2 separate regions of the Mus musculus genome follow, and region 1 is linked to region 2. A link is a contact called in public promoter capture Hi-C data. All regions are on one chromosome and are shown on one strand. Each heading gives the region's core, a stretch centred on a gene start, on an enhancer-like site or on the middle of the called end of the contact. The rest is flanking DNA. Distances are from core to core; before and after follow the strand shown.

Region 1 (3,703 bases), core at 417-2,916, 1.7 Mb before region 2:
GCTGAATAAGAAACTGATTTATGAATGTAGCTGAATATTATTTGGAATAATGTTTTTTGTTAGTTTAAAAACATGTTTGAATCAACTACTGTTTGGTTTTACCTTAGGTCTAGGGTTCTTGGTCACCAAGCAGTGTCAGGTTTGGGTTCCCTCTTGTGGACTGGGCCTTAAGACAAATCAGACATTGGCCCACAACTTCTGTGTTGCCACTGCCTTAGCATATTTTGGGTTTTGTGCCTAGTTTGGTGTTTACATTTTTATAATGTTCCATTTCATTTTTCCCTCTCTTGCTTTATTTTAGGGAGTACTTTATTTTTCTACATTTTTAGTCATTCACTTTGTATGTGTACAAGTACATTCATGAACACCTGTAGTCATATACATGCATGGCATATATATATATGGATGTTAAAGGGCAGCCGGCCAACTTACAGACTTAGTTCTCACCTTCAATCATGTGGATCCAGGAGAGTGAACTCAGGCTTGGCTGTAGGCTCTTTTCCAGCTAAGCCATCCTTGTGGGCTCTACCCTTCCCTGTTTATACCAGTTCTCATTCTCACCTACCTTCATTTCTGGGAAGGAAGGCAATATTGTCACTCCATGAGGATTTTACATACAGCCCAGAGCTTTGTACGTAGCCACATCATAAAATCTCTTCAGATCATTCTGGTTCAGTGCAGAATCTTGCTGAGTATCGGCACCCCCCAGATAGGGATGGGAAGATGTAGTGCTTGAAGCTGGAGATGTAGTTCTCTGACACTGTATTTCTTTAATATGTGCAAGGCCCTGGGCTCAATCCTCAGCACTGTCTAAAAGCAAGTACAATTCTAGCATGGGCTAGTCTGGGTAGGGCTCTCAGATGAAGCAATTTCTAGGTGCTCCTGAGCTGGGTCCCATCTCTCTTTGTGCTAGATAAAATGCAACATATCAGTACATTATGGCTCACGGTGTCTTTTTTATCTATGTTCCATAGAGATAAATGTCTTCCCACATGTATAATTTCCTCAGACATATTAATAGTTTAACAACAATAGCTTAACCTTCGACTACACTTTGCTTTGATGTTTAAGCCTATTTCTACCTTTTTTAAGTTGGGGTGACATCTATTCTTTGAGGTGCTCATGCATATAGCTAATCTCTTTAGTTCTGGATGGATTTGCTCACTTTCCTCATAGGGGATCAGAGTATTTTAAAGTCCTTAGAAGACAGAGTAGTTTCCTTATCCCATCAGGTGGTAGTCATGTTGCACGGAAGCAGATTCTGTCCTTGGAACCAGGAAGTCTGTTCTAGCAGGAGGAGAGGAGAGGAGTGCCTGGACCTCCTCCCTGAAAACTCAAGTTCCACCTTTATGTCTATCAGAGCCTCTATGTTCTCAAGAATCCACGGCATTAATTTTGAATAATAAAAGAAAAGACCAGCTCTGGGTTTGAACAAACATGCTTTTATTCAAGGTTTAAAGCATTTCCTTTATGGGTCCCCTGCGGTGTTTTTGATTGTCTCCCTTTCCTAGGAGCATGAATGATTGTTTATTAAATGTAATAATAATAATAAAATGGAGGTAGGGTCTCTTAGCTGGCATTAGTTCAGATTCCAATTTAATCTTTCCCCAGCCTCACTTCATTATGACTCTATTCGATGGTGTATTTCATAACCAGCATGTGTCAGGGTGAAGGAAGCCAAGCTTCAGAATGACATGTCAGTAAGATGATTGTTCATGGAACACACAGTCCCTCTAGTCTATAATTAAAAATGGGAAAAAAAAAACCTGGCTCAAAAAAATAATGATAAGGAATGTGCTTCACTGCACACAACACACAGCTCTCTAGTAGCAAATGTCACCTTCCCCTGTGAAGGGGCTGATGTCTTTGAATGACAGGAGAGGGAGTACTAGGCCTGAACTCCAACCTGGGTGAGTTGGATGCTTTTGGACCACAGAAGAGCTCTGAGGGGAATGAGCCTTGACTCTCTCAGAATGGTTAGGCTGAGAACAATTATAGGCTCTGCCTGTTATTTGTGATGTTAAGTGAACTCCTTCCATGCAAAGTGGGAGTGATAACAGCAATATCTTGCAGCTATTGTGCAGATTACAAAACAAGAACAAATGTATGGGATTACCAGAGTGCTCTGCCTGTGGTAGGGCTTCTATGATCAGCCATTGTTTTCATTCAGATTTCATTGTAATTTCCATTAGCAATTGTTAGAAATTAGGTTACCTTGAAAAGCTTGGGTCAAGACTGTGTGAAGAGACAAAGATGATGATGTTCATCTTTATATAATCTTCATAAGGGAAGACTGAGTAATGGAAGAGAGTGCCATAAAAATCTTTTAGGTTAATGGGAAATGGGGTCAGGCCATCTCATACTTTGGGGGTTGGACATATCTCCCCAAAGATATATTCGAGTTAAATAAAAAGTCTACCCATATTTCTATGTAAAATCAAAGAGTTTAGGAAGAGACAGGAGCCAGATACATGGGAATGGTTGGCTGGAGTGGAGTGGATACAGCAACAAGGTTAAAGGAAATCAGAAACCTACAAAGAGTCCTTCTCAAGTTGTGTCCCTTGGAATGTATAAAGACAATTTTCTTTTCCTGCCTTCAGGACAGCCTGAGGCACATCCACCTCCTGTGCCAATTCTTTTGCACAAGAGATTGTTTTTCAGCAGAACTCAATGGTCTCTGAGTTCTACCAGTGGCACATTATAGATGAAATCAGGAGTAGTTTTATGAGGTGTTGGAGGCAGAGAAACGTGATGGCTACTGACCTATGAGAGACAGTGAGAAACCCGTCTTTCTAACCTATAAACCTGTTTTGTTTTGTTTTGTTTGTTTGTTTGTTTTTTGAGACAGGGTTTCTCTGTGTTGCCCTGGCTGTCCTGGAACTCACTTTGTAGACCAGGCTGGCCACAAACTCAGAAATCCGTCTGCCTCTGCCTCCCGAGTGCTGGGATTAAAGGCGTGTGCCACCACCTGATCATTTGCTGCCCCTCAATCAAGGTCACATGGCATAACTTGAGGTTAAGCTTGGTCAAGTCTATTTCTAAGTAAAGTGGGTCCCTACATCCCAGCAAACCTCTGTAAATGATGGTAGTATTTTGAAATTAGGTCATCTCGTGTGGATATTCTTGAGCATTTTCATATTCTTGTGCTCTGGCTAGCCTAGAATTGAAAATCTTTGAACAACAAAGGAGCTACTCAGGAAGGGGACTGCTAGGGATCTGCTTTGAGATATGGAGAACTATGAGTCTTAGGCATCCAGGTTAAGAGTGTCTATTGCAGAGAGGCTGCAAATTACTGAGAGGAGATTCTTCAGTGGTGAATTTCTTTTTATGCAATCCCATGTTGCTGATGGGATTTCCCAGTGGTGTCACTGCACATAAGCTTCCTCGGACATAGAGTAATGATACAGCTTATCTCCAGTCTCTCCTGCTCTTGACATTAATGCTCTCCAAAATTAATTGTTCACTAAGCTGGACTTGGACAGAATCCTGCCTTTGGTTTGTGAGCATCCTCTTTACCTGCAGTAAACATTTATTTACATCTACAAAAGAAAAGTCATACAAAATTTAGTATATAAAAGTGTACCAAGTTAGTGGTCAGTGTGAAGTCCTGGAAGCCCACTGAAGAGTCACTGCTATAAATCTATGTTGAAAAGGTGAAGAAGAAGTTGGACTTTGAGGTTTATAAGTGTTAATGACAGCCATG
Region 2 (4,075 bases), core at 1,010-3,509:
TGTGCCCCTAGATGCTTTCAATTCATGGTGATTCTTTATGCCTCAGCCTTCACAAGTAGAGAGATTTCAGGCATGAGGCACTAGCCTCAAGACTCTGTGCTGATTGTTGATTGGGTAGTTTAAACATCTCCCATCATAACCCAAACGGGGTGTGTTCCCCTCGCCACATCATACACGTGCACGGTTGACATAAGTTACACATTCATAGCCCACATGCTACCATCAGGTCACATGTGCTTCTTAAGCAAAGCACCTCATGTCCCAGCCATGACCCATACAGTAAGAGACTGAGGTAGCCTCCTGCTCAGATGCACCTGATGTGGTCCCATAAATCCCATCCCAGGAACCAGAGTAAATTCTCCAAAATGATAAGGTTCCCCTATCCCAATTCCAGAATGGAGTGATGACTTTTTTTTTTTCCTTTGCATTCCCTGGCAAATGCAGAAGTGAAAAGGTGGTCCACGGCCGGCCGGCTCTCCTGCACCAAAGACTTTTTTTTCTTTAAGCAGAAGGCATTGATAACCAGAATCTTGTATGGTCAAGATGCTACCAGGCCTGGTGCCTCTGCTCTTCGTTTCTCACTTCCTCTTCCTGTATGTATGAAAGGGGTGGGGCTATATCCTAAACCCCTAGACATTCTGATCTAGCAAGACTGGAGAGTCCCAGAAGAAACCACTCTTGAATGGCCCTTCTAGAAGCAGGAACAGCTCATCCGGAGCTCTGGCAGACCTGACGCTTTCACTAGGCACACAGCTTCCCTGACCCTGCCCCTATAGCGGAGATCAGTTGGACTGCTGCTCTGGGGTCCTCACTGACCCCCCACAGCCCCTTTACCAGGCGCCGAGGGTCATTGCCAAGGTCCTATTGCTTGGCCTTCTAATTGCCCTGGAGCCGAGAGCTGGGTAGGAAAAGGACTCGGCTCCCGAATTCCTCACTATACTGGAGCCGCAATGCTGACCGCGAGACCCACTCTGGCTCCTGGGCGGGAAGCACGTTTGGATCTTGGCCCGGCACCGGCACCAGAGGGGAGGCCGCAGCCCTTGGAGTAGAGACTCTGTCCCTGTCATCCCCTCCACCTTCTGCTCCGCGGGTAACATCAGCCACGTTTCCTCACACCTCCCAACCCCCAGTTTATCCGTGTTAGCTGGTCTTTCCCAACTTCCGGAAAGGCGACTGCAGAGGGGCTCCCCCATAAGCGACCGCTGTTAGTCCCCCAACCGGGCCCAACTTCTCGAGATCCCAGCCATTCTGCTCCAAACTCCTGATCACTACCCCTCCTCCGGTCTCCCCTTCCTCTGCTTTTCCTCTTCTTCCTCTCCATCCAGCGCCCCCCACCCCACTATCCATGCTCCTTCCGTTCACCCCTACCATCCACACTGTACGCTGGCCCCAAGACTTATATCAGGCAGAAACTCTAGGACTGTCCAGGATTGGGCTGCAGTTGCCACAACCAGATACACACACACACACACACACACACACACCGAGAGCTACACAGACACACACCGAGAAACGGGCAAGCACTGTGTCCACTCTAACAGGCTGACAGAACGCGACAGTCGCACTGAGAAGCTCAGATGGCCCCACACACCCCAACGCCCTCTCACAGTGACACCAACCCCGTGCCAGGTGCATACACACTGGCACGCTGACAGCACCCATCCACAGACACACATGGTTCCGCTTTGGCCTCTTTGATCTTGCCCTGCCAACTTAGCTAGCCCCGAGCCCTATCCGACCCTGGCCCCAATGTTCAAGCTGTGACGAGGGGTCCAGCCCGCGGACAGCCCCGCCAGGGGCACGCATCTCGACAAGGGTCTATCCCAGGTTCCCCGCAGCCGCGGCCCTAAGTGTCGGCAGAGGCCGCGGGGCCCCGCGCACTGACAGGAGCCCCGGGGAGTAGCGAGGTGCCCGCAGGAGCGCCGAGCGGCCAGAGCACAGCTCCTCCGCGGGGCGGCGCGGGCCTTCGGGGGAACACCGACTGCCGAGCCCCTCGGCCCGGGGAGCCGCTAAGTTTGGACTCCGCGCATCATCGGCTCTATTAGGTGGCCCCCGCCCAGCCTCGGTCCGTCTGCTCTCCCAGCTCACCGATGTGGATGATGGAGTCGGCCCGCACCGTAACGCACTGGCATATCCAGGGAAGAAGCCACAGCGTCAACGCTTCCATGTCCCCCCGGCGCGCGGCTCATCCGCCCGGGCCCGGGGCGAGGCCGAGGGCAGCGCGGAGCGGGGAGGCGCCGGTCCCGGTGCAGTCCCGGGCCGCTCCCCGGGAGAGCCGAGCCCGCCCGTGCGTCTTCCCCCGCGCTCCCGCCCCTGCGCCCTGCGCCCGCCCCAACCCAGCCCAGCCCAGCCCAGCGCTCTCGGGCTCCCGCGCCGGCTCTGGTTGCGGTTGCGGCGGCGCTCGCAGCCCGAGCCCAGGCCGGCGCGGCGGGGGCGGCCCGCGGCTGTGGCGGCGGCGCTTCCAGCGGCTCGAGCGGCTCTGGGGGCGGCAGAGGCAGAGGCGGCGGCGGCCCGGCCCGCGCGGCGGCTCCGGGCTGGCTATGTGTCTGAGCCCAGGCGAGGAGCGAACTGCGGAGGACGCCCCCTCCCCTCCCCCTCCCCCTCGGCGGCGCTCCCCCTCCCCTCCCGCCCGCCTCCCTCCCCTCCGCCCTCCTCTCCACCACGTGACTGCGGAGCCTTAGCCTAGCCGCGCGCCGCTCGCCCGCTCGGAGGGGGCGCCCGGTGCTCCGCGCTCCCGGCCGGGGGATGCTACGAGGACGGCACCACGGTGGGGACTTGGTCTGTCTGCGGCGAGCCTAGGCTTGGCCGTGTGGGCCCGGCCTCTGGGTTCGCTGGAGAAACGGAGTAGGCACAGCCATCGACTACCCTCGGGGAGGGGGAACTCGGAACTCGCTGGCGCTGGGGGACTTCAGCCGAGATTTTGCAGTCCTGTCCCTGACCAGAACGGATCAGGGGGTCTCGGAACCCGACCCCCGACTCATGCAGCCTGCAAAGAGACTACAGACCGGGGCACCGAGCCAGGAGGCATCGGGATGCTTAGCGGGCGGGCGGCGGGCTCGAACCCTGGCTGTCCGGGTAGATTTCGGCGGGCGTCCATCCCCCGCCCCCGGGGCGGTGCACTGAGCCCGGAGTCGGGCAGGAGGCTCAGACTCTGAAGCCCAATTCATGGCCGGAAACCGGCGCAGCCGTGACCGCGGCGCCTGGACGTGAGGAGCCTTCCAAGCGGCCGGCGCTCTCAGACAGCGACCTGTACGAAGCCTTCTAGAGCGAGCCCGGGAGGAAAGCTCGCTCCCAGCCGCGGAAGCAGAGCGGGGCTCCCGCCGCCTCCGGGTTCCCTGACTCTGGCTGACCACCCCCGTGAAGCTGCTGAGAGATGGGGGGGGGGGGGCGAGGTCGCAATCCGGTCTCAATTCTCTCACCCAGGTCCTAGTTGGACGAGGCTCCACTTAACACACCTAAGATTTCAGGGAAACAGTTGAGCCCTCCAGGATTCTGATTCCTTCGGAAACCGGGTCCAGCTGAGTCTGGCAGAACTGGGCGCCAGGATGAGCACTGGGTTCAAAGAACCAAGATAGGCTCAGCTTTGCCTAGAGCTCCCAGCACCGTAGGAAAGGTAGACGGCCATACAGGTCATTAAAAAATGTGGAGAGGACAGTTGAGGAGCTTTGGGCCTGGGCTCTGGCCCAGCCTAAGGGAGAAAGGCAGCTATGGATTCTGAAAGAAGAAGATAGTTTCCAAAGGCTACTTAGGGAGGAGAAGCTTGCAGGCATTTGGTGCTGCTAGTGAGCCAAAACAGGAAGAGAAGAAAGAACTGTGTGGGGAACGTGCATTTGTGTGTGTGTGAAGCTGCCAGCCACTGAGTTGTCACTGGCAAATTCAGCTTTTAAAGGGTTGGCGAGGAGTCTGTGCAGAGAGGCCAGAAGGGTCCTGGAAGCTGTTGTTAGGCAGTGTCTCAGCTGACCAGAGGGGTAATGGGGCTATGCGACATCAAAGAGCACTGTTCTATGATGAGGGGACATGGTGAGCGCGGAAGAGAGAAAAAGCCTCCCTCCCGTGGGTGGGAGGGAGGCTGGGC

What was found. Promoter capture Hi-C pulls out the DNA fragments that hold promoters and counts their contacts.
Region 1: a contact with region 2 is called in a promoter capture Hi-C map of hippocampal neurons, with 16 times the contacts expected there. The contact joins the enhancer-like site here to the promoter of Grid1 in region 2. A contact is called at or near these places in 8 of 39 promoter capture datasets (the 3T3-L1 cell line, cranial neural crest, hippocampal neurons and 3 more), 1 of 484 Hi-C or Micro-C datasets (cerebral cortex) and 2 of 115 datasets of contacts at active chromatin or transcription factors (astrocytes and stem cell-derived neural progenitor cells).

The regions. Positions count from the first base shown.
Region 1 is chr14:36,529,839-36,533,541 of GRCm38.p6, reverse strand. No RefSeq gene overlaps it. Among named protein-coding and RNA genes, the nearest start is that of Gm25204, 240 kb to the left of the region's middle. Within about 2 kb of position 1,666, at least 1 of the 459 cell types and tissues checked has an H3K27ac peak or open chromatin away from gene starts, as enhancers often do. A contact at or near this core is called in hippocampal neurons, where this site is marked.
Region 2 is chr14:34,818,320-34,822,394 of GRCm38.p6, reverse strand. Grid1 (glutamate receptor, ionotropic, delta 1) reads right to left here and starts at 2,259. Exons shown (of 16, transcript NM_008166.2): 1 at 2,089-2,259. The coding sequence starts at 2,167.